2 separate regions of the Anser cygnoides genome follow, and region 1 is linked to region 2. Evidence: chromatin contacts called from public Hi-C data. All regions are on one chromosome and are shown on one strand. Each heading gives the region's core, a stretch centred on a gene start, on an enhancer-like site or on the middle of the called end of the contact. The rest is flanking DNA. Distances are from core to core; before and after follow the strand shown. Region 1 holds the start of PTGFRN (prostaglandin F2 receptor inhibitor). Region 2 holds the start of TIMMDC1 (translocase of inner mitochondrial membrane domain containing 1).

What was found. Hi-C and Micro-C count contacts between places; a contact is called where the count stands out from the background.
Region 1: a contact with region 2 is called in a Hi-C map of granulosa cells, with 2.0 times the contacts expected there. The contact joins the promoter of PTGFRN here to the promoter of TIMMDC1 in region 2. A contact is called at or near these places in 2 of 7 Hi-C or Micro-C datasets (granulosa cells and liver).

Annotation. Positions count from the first base shown.
Region 1 is chr1:87,729,442-87,734,449 of Taihu_goose_T2T_genome, reverse strand. PTGFRN (prostaglandin F2 receptor inhibitor) reads left to right here and starts at 1,606. Exons shown (of 13, transcript XM_048071586.2): 1 at 1,606-1,927.
Region 2 is chr1:87,373,351-87,378,808 of Taihu_goose_T2T_genome, reverse strand. TIMMDC1 (translocase of inner mitochondrial membrane domain containing 1) reads right to left here and starts at 2,206. Exons shown (of 7, transcript XM_067001693.1): 1 at 2,053-2,206; 2 at 1,605-1,770; 3 at 650-738. The coding sequence starts at 2,129. It overlaps POGLUT1 (protein O-glucosyltransferase 1), which reads right to left. Exons shown (of 11, transcript XM_048071672.2): 11 at 3,025-5,285. The coding sequence ends at 5,129.

The DNA of each region.
Region 1 (5,008 bases), core at 357-2,856, 360 kb before region 2:
TGCAGTAGGCTCAAGAAATGCTGATTTTGTCTTTCAAACTGCAGTCCTGCATGGTGTGTGCCGTGGGTGATATGTTGGAGCAGAGCTCAAGTGCTGGCCACACAGCACATGGGCCGTCAGGGCTGTCACCTTCTGATCCCCAGAGGGACCGACGTTCACCCAGAGGGACTGAGGGACTGGTCCTGCATTACGAGTGATGATGTGCAGAGGTCTGACTTCAGGCTTGTGGGTAAGATCAATTTCTAGTAACTGGGAAATCTGTGAAATAACCCTGCTGGGTGATGCTGGCTCACTGTGGGAAGAAAGCTGAGTTCATTGAAGGCAAGCACAGTAAGAGGCCCTATGCCAACAAAGTGGCCTCCTCTCCCACTTTTTCCAAGGATGGGAAATTGCCTTGCTGTGCTGGGCCACAGTCACTGATCTGCCATAGCTGGGCTCTGAGCATCATCTGCCAAGAAGGGAGCCACCCTGACATGTCTGTCCTGAAAGCCAGGAAGGCATCAGCACCCCAAGTGCCTCCCTTTTGGTTGCTTTGGCTGCTGCCCCCCTTGATCTGCTGGAATTGGGAAGGCACAGAGGGGAGCTGTGTGGAGAGAGGAGCAGGCTCACCAGGACCTACCTCATATCAGGATCAGTATGGGCATGCTGCCCTGGGCTTCCCAGCAGGGATTTGGGCTTCTCTTTCTGTGCAGAGACCTCATCTGAGCTGTGGTGAGCCCCTGGGGCAGGGCCCATGTGTTGCTGCCTTGCTGGGCCTCCCACTTCCCCCTCCTTCTGTGATCAGGACCAGCAGCCTTTCTGTTACCCTCCATGAAGTTACCCCGAGCCTGCACTACTGAAGTGTTACTTTCTGTTCTAGCTTTCCTTTCCTACAAAACACCCACACTGGGTGGTTTATTTTTCCTCTTTAAACCGAAACCTTGCACTTGGCTTCTGTGCCTCTCTGCCTCATGCCAGCCAAGAGGAAGCGGAGGGGACTTGCAGGGCCCTCGAGTGGCTGCGGACCATGGTTCCCGCTCACCTTGCCTGTCCTGGGAAGCTCATCTCCAGGCTGCTTTGCTATTTTCAGCCTTTACCAGTGCTGCTGGAAACAGCCCTGGCTTAGAAAGGATCGAGGAGAGGAACGTCTCTGTGCAGAGAAAGCGGGCATTGCTGCGTTGAGATGTGCATGGCTTACACTGACTCTCCAGGGCTCGCAGTGAGGGCAGTGAGCCCCAACAGCACAGGGGCTGGGGTACAGCAGTCCTGCTCACCCTGTTTGGGCACACAACACCCAGCTGGTTGGGCAAAGTGTGTGTGGAGGGACGGAGAGGACACAAACCAGGGCAGAAAAACGCCTCGAGTCGACGTTTGGTGCCTGCCCGCTTGGCTGTCAGCAGCACCAGCCCCAACACCGCACCGGCGCTTCATGTCCCTTTGTTTTGGGTGGTATTGTTAGATGGTCTCTGTCTCGGTGCCTCTGAAATGCAGGTGCTGAGATAACAGGAAGAGATAACCCCACAACAGAGGAGCTCTGAGCGCAGCAGCGCTCATTGGCTGCGTTTCCCATGCGCTTTCTCTGCCTACATAATAACAGAAGGAAGGCATTTGGGGTTGCTGCCTGCCCTCCCACACAAATACCTACTTTCATTTCCAATCCTACTCGGTGACTCGGGCAGGTGAGCGAGCATGGGGTGACCGTGGGGTAAAATGAACAGCTTGGAAACCAAAACCAAACGGCCTGTGGGCATCCCGAAACTGCGTTTCCATGCTTACGGCTCCCCAGCTGAGCCCTGGTGAGGCAGAGCGGGCAGTAAGTCTGCTGTGTTAGGACAACTGAGCCCTTGACGAGCCTCCTGCTGACGTGTCATGCCTGTTGGGACAGCCTGGGACCTCTCTGATGGGCAGCCTGAGTCAGACAACCCCTTCTTCCTCTGTTAAATGCAAGGTGAGCTTTCCCATCGAGAAAGGGAATGAAATAAAGGGGTGCTGCTTTGCTAACGAGTCACTTCAACGTAAGGGATCTCCAGGTTTTCCTCTGCAAAGCGTGCACCTCACTTGCTTCCACGATGGGCTCTGCCCATCCCTTGGTGGCTCTCCTGGCAGATGCCAACCTGGGAGAGCAGGGTCACGTTGTCGGCTTGAGAAGCTGCTGCGATGCTGCTGCTTGTGCTCCCGTGTGGGACGCGGACCTGATTTCTCTTCTTATCTGAGAAGGGAGCACCTGTGAGGTCTTGCTTTCTCACTGCCATCACCGTAGCTCTGCTCTATTCGGTTTCCACTTTCCTGGAGCTTTCAGAGTTGCCGAGCGAGCCACCTGAGGGAGCTGTGTCTCCGAGAATGGCTGCCTGACTTGGGGCTCTACCAGCGGCTGGCGGCTGGCAGGCGTGCACTGCAAGGGCTGCGGCAGGGCTCGCATGGTGCGGGCACTGCGCTAGCTGAATCTCCAGTTTTACTTGGCTTCACTGTGATTTCAGTAGCCAGGGCCAGTGCGAGCAAGCGACAGAATGAGGATGTGGTTCCTAGTGCAGGGGAAATGCCTGTAACCCAAACCCAAGACTCGACCAGCAAAACCTCCAACACCCTTTTGCTGAGCTTATAATTTCTGTAGACTGTTTTTGTTTCAGCTGTATAAAAAAAGAAGATATTAGCCAAAAGCTAGCCTCTGCAAAAGAGGAACTGAGCAGCACCAAGTCTTAAAAAAAAGCACTGGCAGGAAGGAAATGTGTCTGCACAGAAAATGATTTGTAGGGAGACTTCAGGCCTTGTAGTGGGAAATTAAATTCTGCATGTTGGAGGAGTTTCTGGGAATCCAAGGACCTCAAAAGAGAGTTCTGTTTAACAAGCAAAAATGAATGGAAATAAATGGACTCCCACTCTTTTTCTATATCAGGCCTCTCATCTTAACTAGAAATTTGGGCGGCACATAGGCTGCCTAATCTCGCGCTGCTGGGAACAGCAAATACGTCCCTGGTGATTGCTGCCAAAGTACACGCGCTTATCAGGTGCGTTCTTGCCTATCCCACCCCTCTTCCTTGTTGTCCATGTGCCACAGGAATAGCTGAGACACGTTTGAAAGAAAAGGGAGAGGCTGGGTATACGCTTCTCTAAATAGCAAATGTCACCTGTGGTGGATGCCGCTGTGGCTAGGGTCAGGCCAGCTGCCTGATCGCTCCCAAAAGCTGCTGTTGGGGACTTGAGGGATTGTCCTCTTCCCATCTACCAGCCCTAAAAGTGCCCCGCTCCCTCGTGCCAGCTCTGCCCCAGCCCCAGCCCTGAAATGGGCTGCTCAGCTCCCAGCCTTGCTGGGAATTAACCACTTAGTCCTGGTGGGGCGGGTGTTTCTGCTGGGTTAGGGCACTGGACTGGCCTGTGGCGGGGGAGAAGCAGGGGAGATCTCTGATGCTGACAAGACCGCGTCAGGAAAAGTGGTTCAGCTGTAGGAAAACCACCAAACTGCAGCTCCAAAGAGTCACGAGTGTAAGGGGAGGATGACAAGGGAAGGAGAGGCATTTCACAGTGGCAGTGGAGGAAGACGTGCCTGTGAGTCCTCTTTATCTCAAAGCATATGTGCTAGAGAAGAACAGCAACTGTGACAGAACACCTGAGGCAAATTCAGGCCCGATCTCTTATCTAGAGATGAAAAACTGCTCTGCTACCATCGGGCGCCAAAGCAGCTGTCTCAACTGATTCAACGTGCGTATGCACGTGGTAAGTGATGAGAACCCTCTCTGGAGGCTTTGGAGGACATGTGCTTCCAAAGCCCTAATTAGAAGTTGTACAGAAACGCAGTTTACAGGCCTAGGTTGGTCAGGTGAGAACCAAAAGCTCTGCTTCTCCAAGGAATAGAAAGAAGGTGCTGTGTCCATTTGAAAAACAAACAAAACAAAAAACAAAACTGCTGTAGCTGCATGGGATGAAATAAATGATAATTATTTCATTTTATGATGTTCCTGGTCTTTAGATACATTTATGGTCTCAAGTTGCACCAGGGGAGGTTAAGACTGGACATCAGGAAGAGTTTCTTCACAGAGAGGGTGGTCAGTTGTTCAACAGACTGCCCAGGGAAGCGGTGGAGTCCCCATTCCTGGAGGTACTTAAGAGACATGTGGACGTGGCACTAAAGGATGTGGTTTATTGACGGGACTTGGTAGGTCAGGGTGATGGTTGGACCTGGTGATCTTGAAGATCTTTTCCAACCTAGATGATTTATATGATTTCCTGTGGAAGCTTTTGTGCATAGAGTGTGGGATTTTGGCTGGCCACAGCCACTGGTGTCCAAGGCCTCAACCTTGGGTGGTGAGCAACATGGCAGGAAGAAGGGACACAAGACCTGGACCCATGCTTAAGGGGCAGCTAGCCCATTTCTGCTCAGGGAACTGATCACTGCTTGGTCCCACCAGGAGGAGATGGGGAATGCGTGGGCCATACAATGACGACAACAGTTTAGGGATGCCTTATTTAAGCACGGTACCTATTAGGCAGGTTCTGGCACACACCTCTAGGTAGAGAAGGCAGTTTACAGCACGGATCTACCACGCAGCTCCTGTACAAAGCCTTGTCCTTGGGCTAAATGCTTTGTTCAGCTATCTCCAGAGACAAGAGGTGGAGGCAGTGGGTGCCTGCAGCATCCTGCTCCTTGCTGATGGGAGCATGAGTTGCACAACATCTTGGTGGTGCTGTCATCTAGTGGGACTACAGGAGCACAGTCTGGCCAGGGTTCTGTGTCCTTTTCTATGTGTTTTTTTTTTCTTCACTTCTTTTTCTTCACATCCTGACTGGCAAGCCTGGGAGTGTTGAGGGGCTTTTCCCTAGAAGCAGCAGCAGAAAAGCTGCTAATGGTCCAGGTTTCCTAAACATTTTTTTATTAGGCTTGTGTGTCACAGGCTAGGCTCAAAGGGAGTTCATCCAAACTCACGAACTGGGTTGGCCCCTGACGTTCCTCCTCCCCATTAGGTGCATTTTGTGCCAGCAAAAGGGATCAGCTCAAGGCACAGATCAAATAGAGGTTTGTCTTTTGTCTGACTTA
Region 2 (5,458 bases), core at 957-3,456:
GTCTTGGGGAGAAAAATCAGAGAAGTGGAACACTACCTGTGCATTATTTGTGTAGGAAAATTTGAAGGACTAAAGTGGTACACACATATGGTACGTCTGATGATCAATGACTGCGTAACAACAAGACAATCATCTGCAAGTACTTAAGGACAAGTACAAAGAATTGTGAGTAATGCTACTGTATACAAACTAGGAGTAATCAGATATAACAAAAAGGAGAAAAATTAGCGTGGGATAGAAAGCTGTTCCAGAACAGCCAACACACTGTAATACTCTCCCAGAGAAAAATGCGAAAATACATCAAACTGAAGAGATAAAGCACAAGCAGAAATAAGCCAGTAAGTACTAGGAAGAGCACTGTTCAAGTCAATAATGGTATGGATTAGATGTAACAAAAAGGGCTTTCCCAGTGTTTTGTTTTTGTGTTGGTTCATCAGAACACTGGGATAATTAAAAAACGCTTAAATCCTCCTCATGCTTCCACCTTATCAATCAGACTCAGTCAGACTCACTGTTAACACAGCATTTTGAACCTCACGATGTCATGAGGAGTCTCCGAACAAACCGCACACATTGAAGGCTCCTTGCCGCTAATGTTCAAACTAAAGCCATTTTTTCCTCCCACTACTACTACTAAGAAAACACTTACTTGAATATTGCCACAAAAGCTGCTACTCTCCAGCTCCAGCGCCAGCCATAGCGAATGAAACTCCTGAGACCCGCACGATGCGCAGATTGCTAGAGTGAGAGAGGAGAAAGGTTACTGGTCACAGACCTGCTCCTTTTCACCAGCACTAATCTTACTGATCCTGGTGCTGCAACACATCTGGAGGGGGACAGCAACAGCTTTCTGAGGATGATACAGGAGAGGAACAGAGAAGAGGGGACAAACTAGAAACTAGTTTTTAATTATTATGAGTTGATATATTTTAAATACGTAAATAATAACCCTCTGTGTTAAAATGTTAGTGGACCATCAAGCTCTACAGTTTAGCATGGGCACTTGTAAGTTTGACAATAAGATGCTTTTTAAAAGCTGCAATAAAAAGAAGTTTCATAAAAATTAAAAATATTGCAGTTGATATCAAGAAACAGAATAAATTCTCGTTTCCCGTGACTGTGGTGTAAGTGCTTAGCACTGGTGCAGATACATAGGAGAGTCTGCAAGACTGAACAAAGCCTGATATCAATGCCGTGCAGAAAGCTAAGTCAGGGATCCCATCCAAATAGGGATGGATGTAAAGTTAGGCAGATTTTTAAAGATTTTTTTTTTTCCAAATAACTCAGGTAACCAGCACCTGGCCTGCTCACAAGGAAGGGCAGGCAGTGAGCACCCTGAGAGCGTCTGGGCACTGGAGATGGCTTTCCATCTCTAAATGACTGTATTTCGTGGCTAGCTCTGTGGGCCAGTGCCTGCAAGAGGCAAGCCAAGTGGCCCAACACCGTCTGGCTTTGGCTTTGGCCAACATGCCCAACCTTTCCTTGAGGAAGCAGGGGACTGTGCCATGCCGTGAGGGCAGGGCGATGCCCAGTGCATCCCTCGGGGCAAGCCGTGCCGTTCCCCCGGTTAAATCTCCTGGGGCTGGGGTCACGAGGTGCCGTACCACCGCATCGGCTTGGTTCTGGAAGAGCTCGCCCTGGCTGCGCTCGATGAAGGCCCTCCGTGCCTGGTGGAAGGCGGGCACGCCGCCGTACACCCAGCCGACCACGCCGCCAGTGAAGGCCGACTTGATGATGTTCACCACCTCCTCCGGGTACTGCTGCTGATCGCTGCGAGGACACGAATCACAGAAGCATTAGGGTTGGGAAAGCCCTCCAAGGTCACCTGGTCCAACCACCCCCTGCCACCACTGTCACCCACCACACCACGTCCCTAAGCGCCAGGTCCAACCTCTCCTTGAACACCCCCAGGGACGGTCACGCCACCTCCCGCCGGGCAACCCGGGGCTGAGCGGCAGCACCGGGACAATCCTCGCCCCCCCGCCCCGCCGCCATCCCGGAGAGGCTCCCCCCGCCCCGGGGCCGCCCCCGTCCCCCCGCCCCGTCCCTCACTCGCCACTCCACAGCTCCCGGAGCCGCTCCCAGCCCGTCTGCGGCGGCGGCAGCGGGCGCCCGAACCCGTCCGCCATGGCCGCGGCGCCTCCCGGGGCGGCGGCAGCGCCCCCTGCCCGCCCGGCGGGGCACGGCGGGGCCCGGCGCTGTCCCCGCGGCGGTCCCCGGGCTGCCGCCCGCCCCCGAGGCGGCGGAAAGGGAACGGGGACGGGCCCAAAGGCGGCTGTTTTTGTGTGAGGGGGCCGCCGGCCTGTCCGCGGGGCCTGAGCCGCCGCTGCGTGTTCAGGTGGGCTGCCGGTGGCTGCCTTTGGGGCATGGTCCCTGTCGTCCGCAGCATTTTTCAAACTCTAATGACCCCAGAAGTTAGCCAGCTGGCACGCTGAGACCTCTGCCGTTCAAATCCAGCCCATGGCTTTTTGAACCTCTTGCCAGCTTTTGTTTATGCCCGTTTGTTTCTTACAGCTTTAACTGGTTGTGAGGTTACAAATTCTTGTATTTGTGCAATGGCTAACTGGGGAGTGTTGCTCTCCAGCACTACTGCAATACAAGTACTATACTCACAGAACAGCTTCCACATCCCACCCCATCCTTTACCTAAATCCTAGTCCTGATGGAGGTCCCATCACCTCTAGAAGGGACATGCCTGCCACTTCAGGCCTTATCCTGTTTACAAAGACTGGAGACAGAGGGATCAATTAGTCACGGCTGTTCTAGTAAAGCAAAAAAAAAAAGCACACTGAGAAGTGACCAGTCCGTGCAAGCTGTCGACCAGAAAAAGTTTTCAATCAACATCACCCAAGATTTGCAGTGGTGACTTGGACAGAAGTTAAGATTCCACTGAGACACCCTACATATTGCTGTCGAAAAGGAAAAAAACAGAAAGACACGGTTCACCTTCTCCAGTGAAACAGCTGGGGGCTATCCAGACCTTTTCTTACAGTTCTGATTAAGAAATGATGCATCCAACAAGACTTCATTTTTGTTTATTTTAATCCAAAAGCACATCATTAAAAATGGTTTAAAAAATGTATACATTGTTGTTTCAGTTTCTCAGGCTGCTGTCTCTTCATTGGCTAAGAATACAAAACCAGAAAACCCCTTCCACACTTATACAACCCTTTTCCTCAGAAACCAAGCTATTTTAATACTCTAATTTATTTTCTTTGCCCGCTGGGAGAACCCAGCCAGTGGTCACGTAAGTGGTGAGCTGCTCCAGCAGCTGGTGCTTGACTAATAGGTCTGGCAGTTATTTCCCTGTACCAGGGGTTGGCAGTGCTGCTGAGGCCTCCGAATGCATACGTGTTGTGTATGTACTCAGCATTACTGTTCTTGGTAGCGTGTTCTCTGATCCAAACTGACTACAGACAAAAGTATGAGCTGTTATCATCCCTTCCATTACTGTGCTGTTTCCCAAGACATCAGTGGGGCCCCTTCATAAGCAAGGGAGCTCACCTGGGATGCAGAGGCCACATGGGGATCCCATGCTGTTTCCACTGTTGGCTCAGGCCAGTGGGAGCAGTTTGCTTCAGCTTCTGCAGACTTGGGCACCCACATGCCAGGTGTGCCAAGGACTGTGCTCAACTGACAGATGACCACTGACATCCAAAGGACATGTCAGGGACGGTGGCCGCTCTGACCCTGCTGATACAGACAAGCTGCAGCACAGGAGCAGTGATCCCAAAGCGACAGGGCAAGCAGCTCACAGTGGAAGGGATCAGACAGGCTAGGAAGCAGCAGTCTAGCTCTTCGCCACTAGAAAACTTGTTTTAATGCAAGGCTCTGACATTACTGAGCAAACAGTAAGTAGGAGAAACTAAGCTTGTCTGGATGCCAGAGAATGTGCGCTTCCTACCAGGCCTCTCAGTTCAGGGACAACAGAGCATTTTAGAAACTGCACTCCTTACGAGCTGAGCAGCCTGTACTTGGCATAAATACAGTTAGCCTGAGAAACCTATGACTTGAACTTAAAATGAATAATATAACGAGTAGCTGCCACTATGTGATTGAAGACATTCCCTCAACCAGACTGAGGAAGATCAGAAAAGGAACGTAACAGTTGGGTGAAAGAAAAGAGGAAAAGAGAATGATGAAGTGAACAGAGGTGTTACCCCCTTTAAAATAATAATAAAAAAAACAAAACAGTAAGATTGCAGAAGGGGATCAGAGCAGAGAATCTGTGAACATCTGGGGCAAAAACAAAAACAAAACAAAAAACTAAGAGCTGAATCTACCTCTGTGTATACTTTCTCTAGGTTCTTAAGGGTCCCAGGACATCTGGCCAGCGGACCGGTGAGAGCTTGCTAACAGGGGCTGAGTTTTGCATGGCCATGCATCCACCTCATTGCCCCCTCAACAGGGGACAAACACTGCTTATCTCAGCTGCTTGGCTGTCTGCTACTCAGACAAAGTACTGTGGTAACATTATCATCACCAGACGTTCTCCTATGAGGTAGGTAATTTATCTGTGCAAGGATGATTTGTCCTCTTAACAGCCCATCAAAGCCTTGCCATCAACCTCTTTAAAAACCTGACATAAACATCAGAAAAGTAAGCTCTAAGCTATCTAAAAAGGCTACCCCAAATCCCAGTACCTGCTTCTGTCAGAGAACTCCTAATATCCCAAGTGTCATCACACAGATGAGAAAACACTGACCACTGCCAAAAATAGATGTGCATCTCCCAGTTGAGCGTAGCGGATACTACCTTGCCTGTGAGTACAGAGTACCTGGCAAAAGGTCCAGTAAATTTAACATAAAGGCTTCTCATTGACTGAATGGGATTTAGGATCATTCTTAGGTAGTAACAAAGTCCTAAATGCTATCTATGCTCTTCCAGGCACGAGCGTAACAACGCCACTAAATAGCCATAATCCAACATTCTACTTAATGTTCTTACGGCGACAGTAGAACTGGGTCCCACTACATGGCTGCATGGGAACAATTTTAAAGTTAGCCTGTTGCTGTTCTCTGTAGTTTTAGTACAAAGGATAATAAATCTGGGAACAAGAAAGAAGATACACCGATCTTCAGATTTCCAGAGAGATCAGTTTGAGCTGAAGAGAAAAACAGAGAAGTCTCTATAGTTCTGTTTTCGGCCATTCAGAAGTGATCTCACTGTAGTTCTTCCTCCTTTTCACTTTGTAAGTCAAGGCTTGGGAATATTCTGACAACAGATGCTCCCAGTAGCAAGAGACATCCTCCATCTGCAAGTGTTCAGTGATGAATTGGCGTCCCCTAGAGACACACAAGGCACAGTCAGAACCAATTTCCAGTTCCTGCAAGAGTCTTTGGTTCTGTTTTATATGTATATCAACTTTCACTCCTCTGTTTTTTTCAAATGAGAAACAACACGCATTGCTCTGTACCATCTATTTCCATTTCACAACTTTCATTCAGTCTCATAGCTC